Regions from separate parts of the Gossypium hirsutum genome. Here region 1 is linked to region 2. The links are chromatin contacts, called in public Hi-C maps. All regions are on one chromosome and are shown on one strand. The core of a region is the stretch at or near the end of the contact, and the rest is flanking DNA. Distances in the headings are between cores, read along the strand shown. Region 1 holds the start of LOC107942574 (katanin p60 ATPase-containing subunit A-like 2). Region 2 holds the start of LOC107935881.

Evidence for each region. Hi-C and Micro-C count contacts between places; a contact is called where the count stands out from the background.
Region 1: a contact with region 2 is called in a Hi-C map of leaf, with 2.3 times the contacts expected there. The contact joins the promoter of LOC107942574 here to the promoter of LOC107935881 in region 2. A contact is called at or near these places in 7 of 34 Hi-C or Micro-C datasets (cotyledon, hypocotyl and leaf).

Annotation. Positions count from the first base shown.
Region 1 is chrA10:3,933,966-3,937,497 of Gossypium_hirsutum_v2.1, reverse strand. LOC107942574 (katanin p60 ATPase-containing subunit A-like 2) reads right to left here and starts at 1,519. Exons shown (of 11, transcript XM_016876273.2): 1 at 1,255-1,519; 2 at 747-896; 3 at 594-649; 4 at 348-413; 5 at 122-229. The coding sequence starts at 1,293.
Region 2 is chrA10:3,800,768-3,804,330 of Gossypium_hirsutum_v2.1, reverse strand. LOC107935881 reads left to right here and starts at 1,346. Exons shown (of 2, transcript XM_016868510.2): 1 at 1,346-1,622; 2 at 1,931-2,286. The coding sequence starts at 1,361. The coding sequence ends at 2,085. It also overlaps the pseudogene LOC107935895.

The sequences.
Region 1 (3,532 bases), core at 270-2,769, 130 kb before region 2:
GTTTAAATACAACACAGATAACAAAAATTCACAAAATGACAGATTATTATAGACTCAGAAAAAATAATCAAGCAGTCGAGAAAAAACAGATGACTCCTTTTCTAAGAATAAAAACACTTACTTGGGATATTTTATTGGCATAACGACAGCTTCTTTAAGCAAACGTTTAGCGCTCTCTAACCCCTTTATGCTTTCCCACTTAACATCTGGATTTCCTCGAACAATGTCCCTGAAAGGGATGATGTAAGATGATATGAAGTAGACAAAATTTTTAATGTCAAAGAATAAACCACTAGAGCTAAAACTTCATTTCTACCACCAATGAAGTTCCTGGTTTTTATAATTACCTACTCAAACTCTCCCCTAAAGCACGCATTTCTGCAGTTTCAAAAGCAGGAAGAAGAGACTTTTGCCTTGACAAAAGAAACGGAAACATCAAAATCGTCATTTTCTGAAGAACTGGAGAATTATTCTTGATTCTCATTAACCATAAGAATGTTAATCGGAGTTATCAATGTTGAGAAATATACATATTCTAAAGTGTAAATAAACAAATTTATTATGTTGCGAATCAGAGGAAGAAATGAACATACGGTCTTGAATCAAATCCATTAGACACCGCACCATTAGAGTGCACCCCGTTCGCATCCTCAAGACAATACAGAACAATAAAGAAGCAAAACAATTAAGAAATACACAAAAATGCTTCCTTTTTTTTTTACATTTAAAAAGCTAAAAAAATATACCTGTTTTCGGTACTGCTCGTAAATAGCCATTTCAGACGTGTTCTTGACAGAATGGTTTCCATTAGAGGTCACATTCGAATCAGTGCCATTGGAGACGGGCGCATCGGCAGCTTGATCATCTTGTGGCTCAGCTAATCTCTTCCTCCCAAACTTGGCATCGTAGAACATTTTAAAATCCAGTAAATAATCATATTATCACTTCAATAAAATGCTTTGAACTTTACTCTCTCTCTCTCTTTTCCCCTTATTCTTCTCTACATTGCTTCATACAGTTAGATCACGGTTCACAAATTCAAAGAGCATAAAGAAAAGGAAGCAACAACAACAAAAAGAAGTTTATAAAATCCAAAGCAATTTAAGCTAAAGAAATGAGTAAATTTTTATTAAAGAAGAGTAAAGTCAATAGAAGCAAGTCAAATAAACTTCATGCAGTTCAGTTCAGTGAGTTTTCATTGTCAAATTCGTTACTGCAATCAAACAGGAAAAATGAGAGAAAGAGATCGAGTACCAGAAAAGACCAGCGAGAGGGCAAAGGTTCATCGGCCATTGTTGAAGTAAAATTAAAATCTGCGCTTTGGATAATAGCAGAAGAAGAAGAAGAAGAAGAAGAAGAAGAAGAAGAAACGAGTACCAGAAAAGGAGAGATTTACGAAAATTAAATTTTCACTCAGATCTCATATCTTTTGTTGATGTTAAGTATAAACTACCAAAAGACTGGAAGTAGGGTGCAGAAGATCAGTTTACTGAGCACATGCTTTAAAAACTTTGCTCACGAGACAAAATGGGAAAATAAATTAAATAAAATTGAGGGTAAGCTAACATTAGTCACTAAATTATGGGTATGTTCTATTTTTGGTCACTTAATTAAAATAAGTTACAATTTAATCATTAAACATTTCGAAATTGTTGTTCTCACTCCGCTCTGGCAATTTTTTTAGTTGGTATAATAAAATTTTTAGTCCTCAATTTTTATATTTTTTGTCAATTTTTGTCAAGTTGTGGATTTAAATAATATTTTTAGTCCTCAATTTTATATTTTTTGTCAATTTTTGTCAAGTTGTGGATTTAATCCCTATATTTTTATTTAGTCATTTTTAGTCATTATACTTTTCAAAGGTTAAAATTGCAATCCTCACCAAATAGTAACTGTTAAATTCATTAAATAAAATTCTACTATTTCTAAGACATGATGTGCCAGACATGTTATCATGTGTAATACCATGTCGGTTTATTATTTTCACATATTACTCACTAAAAATTCAGTTAATGGACTAACGACTATAATTTGCGATAAGACTAAAATTTCAAAATTTGAAAAGTATAGGGACTTATAATGATCTAATTCTAGAAAATGGATTAAATATATAACTGTATGAATTAAATTTAATCAAACAGATTTAATTACTATTATTCATGTCGAGACTAAATTTTCAAAAATTAAAAAGTATTGGGACTAAAAGTGACCAACTTGAAAAGTACAAAGACTAAAATGATCAACTAAAACTACAAGGACTAAATCTATAACTTTTACAAAGTACATGGACTAATAACAAAACTTAACCTATTTTATATTACATTTCTAACAAATGAATTCTTAAAAAATCACAATACGTTAAAATATAAATTTCCAAATAAAACTTATATTTCTACCCTCCAAGTTATTTTATATCTAAATTCTTCTTCGTACATCATTTTTACAGCTATTTTCATCCATTTAACAGTCTAAGCTACTGTTGATGACTTGAAAAATTAAGTAATTTAACTACTGAATTTAAATTATAAATTTTTTTGATATATTACTTAGAATGAAACATAGATTGATTGATAAATATAAATTTTAAATTATAAAAATAAAATAAAATTCTACATTTTATACTTAAATTTTAAGCATTTCATTTTATTCTATTAATTGAAAATATTACTTATTAAGTAATAAATAGCTCAAATTTTCCTATTATTTTCCAATTTTTTATAGAAAATTTCTATTATATTGTTTTTTATTGAAAATATTAATTTTTTGGATGATGACTCCAAAATTCTAATTCAATCAAATTGCTTAAAATGGAAATTTATTAATACTTCTTCCAATTACTTCTTTAAATTTGTTTCTTATTAATTTAAAAGATACTTTGCTATTATTATTAATCATAAATCCAGTTGAAGTTTACTAACTTATCAAAACTTTGACAAACTTTTTTTAAGATGTTTTTGTTTTTTAGCTCTCAATTTTCATTATAAGTTTTGAACATATCTGTTCTTTTTTACATAATGTTTAAAATTATTAATAGCTCTTTTTTAATCCATAAAGAGGAGGATAATATGCTTCAGCATACTCGAACTATACATCGACCTACATTAACAATAATACACATACTAACTTTTTAGATGAATCATTTATAATCATCTAAACATTAACACTAAATTTTGTATCAACAAAAAAGAAAAAGTTGATCAACTAGATTGGAACAAAACTTTATTTGCTTCACTTTCAAATAGTCTCGAAATAAAATAATTAATTTAAGGTTGAATATAAGATAAAATAAATTTCCAAATTATGACACCACTCAAGAACCCATTAAATTTAAGATATAGTATGGAGAGAGGCAAAGCTAAGCCTAAGCAGCCAATTGAACCCATTGCTCATGGACAACCGTAAATGAAAATAACAGCTTAAGTTAGCAGTATCTAGTGCTGCCAAAAACCTGTCGATTAAAATTAAATCTAGTACTTGTCCTAGACAAGCCTGGACCATGTCGTGGAGTTTTTGCCTAACAATTTTCCAATCT
Region 2 (3,563 bases), core at 97-2,596:
TTCGATCATGCATAGAGAATAATTAACATGACAATATAAAGCAATGAATAAATAATATGCAACGACAACATACATGTCATAATATAAAATGGTTACTACTAGATGTACAAAACAAAATGCAAACCAAAGAAGCAACATGGTATAAAACTATTTTAAAACAATGATAAGTACATGATACACACTATATGAATTGATGGATTGATAAATTAGAAAACATTTGTAAAGACAAGCTTAATATACACATGCAATCATTAAAAAATGTGTTATAGAATGAATATTTTTTTAAAAAATACATAATGTATAAAGTGTTAAAAATATTGGCTAAAATACACACAATAAAATAAAATTTAAATAACATATGTAGTATATAAAAAAATAGCAAGAATGCATGATAAAATATAATCCTAGGTAATATACACAATAGATTTACAGAACATATATACATAAATAACTTTAAAAACAATTATTTGTAAAAACATAGAAATACATACAAGGTTAAGTTAATTTTATAATAAATTATATAATAGCTTTAAGAATGTGCTTATATATATAAGAAAACTATATGTATAAAACGTATAGATTTAGAAATATATATCTAGATGAAATACAGTCATTAATAAATATATACACACTTATGATAATAATGATTTAAAAGACACATCATGTAGGATTATATAACAAAAATACAAGAATAAATTTAAAAGAAATCATGTACGTAAAATAGTATAAGGTTAATAATATGTACATATAAAATAAAATTAACTTTAATACAAAGTATACATATATATTAATATTTAAACAAAAAGTTATAAAAGGATATTAAAATAGCTTAACGCAAAAAAAAAGAAATTTAAAATGATGACTTTATAAAACAAAACAAAATTATGCATGTACAAATATATATATAGAAAATAAAAGAAATACGAAATATTAACATAAAAAAAAATCTTCAAAACAATTGTACAAATAAGTAATTAAGAATAAAAGTTATAAACTAAAAGGATTTAATTAAAATTAAATTAAAACAAGGGGAAAATTAGGAAATAAAAAAATAATGACGACAGGGACCAATATGCCATGCGTGCAAATGCAAAGGGACTAAAACTGGCAATATGCAAAGGCTCGGATCTAATTGCAAATAAGCGCAAATTACAGGACGAATTAAAAAAACAAAAGAAATACAAAATAGCTAATTGAGATGCAGCGCAAAAGAGGAGGGACCTCTGTTGAAAATATCCCATCAGCAACTAGACACGGGGATCTTGAGCGTGTGCGGGTCGGGTCATCGGGCTGTAGCCTTGAACGCAGTCGTTTTGAGGCCATTAATTTAGCCTAAAACGGTGACGTCTGAAGGGCCCTTATGGTCACCGAAATAAACCCTAAAAGGGTGTGCAGCCATTTTCAAAAAGCAAGAAAGAAAAAAAAAACTAGGGTGCCCCCAACCCTTCGCCGTTTAACAGCCCTTCGAAGGTCTGTTCTCCTGCCTCTCCTTTCGACTCATTCAAGAGTCAATCAAGGCTTCATCGGACCGAAAGACTCGTGTGTCCTGCTCACAAACCCCGAATCGCCACTTGGTTTCGATCGCGGCGAAACAAGTGAGGATTCGAAGGCATCAAACGCAGGTAAGTTTCGTTCCTTTTCTCTTGCTTTTTTTTGACCTTTTTTTGGTGTAAAATGATAAAGAAATCGATTGAAATAAGTAAAAAGAACAGAGGATTAAAAAGAAAAGGAAAATCACCTTCTCTGTTTTTCGATTGATTGCGATTGTCTCTGTGTTTGTAAATGTGCGTGTGTTCATAAAAAGGAACCCATTTACAATCGAAAATCCTAGTCTTTATAGCTGAATGTTCAAAAAATAAAATAAAAAAAAGAATACAATTTTTGTTCTTTATTTGTATTTGCTGCTGTGTTTGCCCCATTTGTTTGCAAGTACGGAGCATGCGTTGGCGCGAGTACGGGGCTGTGCTGGCGCGGGCGTGGTTGCTGGATGGTACGGAGTGTACGGTGCTGGAGGCTTGGCTGTGGCGCAAAGGAGAGAACCCTAGAGTTCTGCCTGTTCTAAAATTTTTGGGCTATTTGGGCTGATGTAATTTTGGGGTTTAATTTGGGGTTATTTGGGTTTTAGGGTCTTGAATTAATTTTGGGCTTTGGACTGTAAAAGGACATTTAATTAATTATTGGTTTTTTGTTTCTTTATTTTGTATTTTGGTTCTGACGTGGACCGGGCAAATTGGCCCGTTTACAATATTATTTTAATATTTAATAATTTTATACATTTTTTATTTATTGAAATTTTTTATATAGTCATCTTCATATTATTTTAATGTTTACATTAGAGTAGTATTATATATTTAGTATAAGTTTATTTTTTTAATGTGTTCTAAATTACATAATATACAAAAATAGTATAATATAAAGTATTATAAACTTAAAAATTGGTCAGGCCGGGCTGGGCTCGAGCCTTGAATGTTCAAGCCCAAGCCCGACTCATATTTTAAACGGGCTTAATTTTTTACTTAAGCCCATTTTTCGGGCATAATATTTTTACCCAAACCCTCCCAAATTTTGAACGAGTCTTCAAGCGTAGAAAAATAGCCCTACCCATGAACCGGACCAATAATCGAATCGATTAAGTCATTAATTCGTCATTCAACTACCTGATACTGGTTTTTAAATTAACTAGTTCAACTACCTGATACTGGTTTTTAAATTAACTAGTTCAATGTTGTTGTCCATATTGATATTTCGATTTATGATAAAATTTAGTTAAAACTTCTTGATGGATGTATCTGTATTATAAATAGCAAGTAAGGAGAATTTTTTAAGAAAATAGTTGAAAAAGCAAAAGAAGAAAGGATAAATGAAAGATGAGGGATGATGACAACATCAATATGGGAAAACGTTATAGAAGGAAGGCTCACACACACACTAAATGAAAACAAATAATAGTGAAGCGCTTTTATGGGGAAGGTAACGGCCACGAGAACTCCTCTGTTCTTCCAATCAAAACTTCTCTGTATTTCTGTTTTGTACCTCTTCACCACTCTCTTCCTTGCTTTTTACCGCTCCGTCTCCCCCACCACTTGCCTCTTCCGATCGTCCCCTTCCGACCCTATTCAATCCCCTCTCTTTTATTACCCTTCTTCCTATGGAGAACACAAGTATGCCATCACCACTCACCGCCATTCTTGTTCCTCCCCTGTTTTTTTCTCTGGTATTTCCTTTGATTTCTTTTTTGTTTAATGCTTCGGTTTTCATGATTTTTTTAGTGATTTTGGGCTAAAGGGTTTTTTTGTTTTGTGATCAGATTATGGAATGGTGGTGGGGGAGATCCATAATTTATGTAAGAATTCTTCAGCATTTTTGCCGGCTCTGAGGTATTTACATGGGAAAGCCGATACTTTTGGAGGAAATTTTGAAACCCAGAAGAGATTTTCTTACTTTAATTATTCCAATGATGAAATTAAAGTCCCTTGTGGATTTTTAAAGGAGTTTCCTGTTAGTGATTCTGGTTTGTTTCTTATTTTAATCTAAATTATTCTTGAAAATAATGCTATAATTAT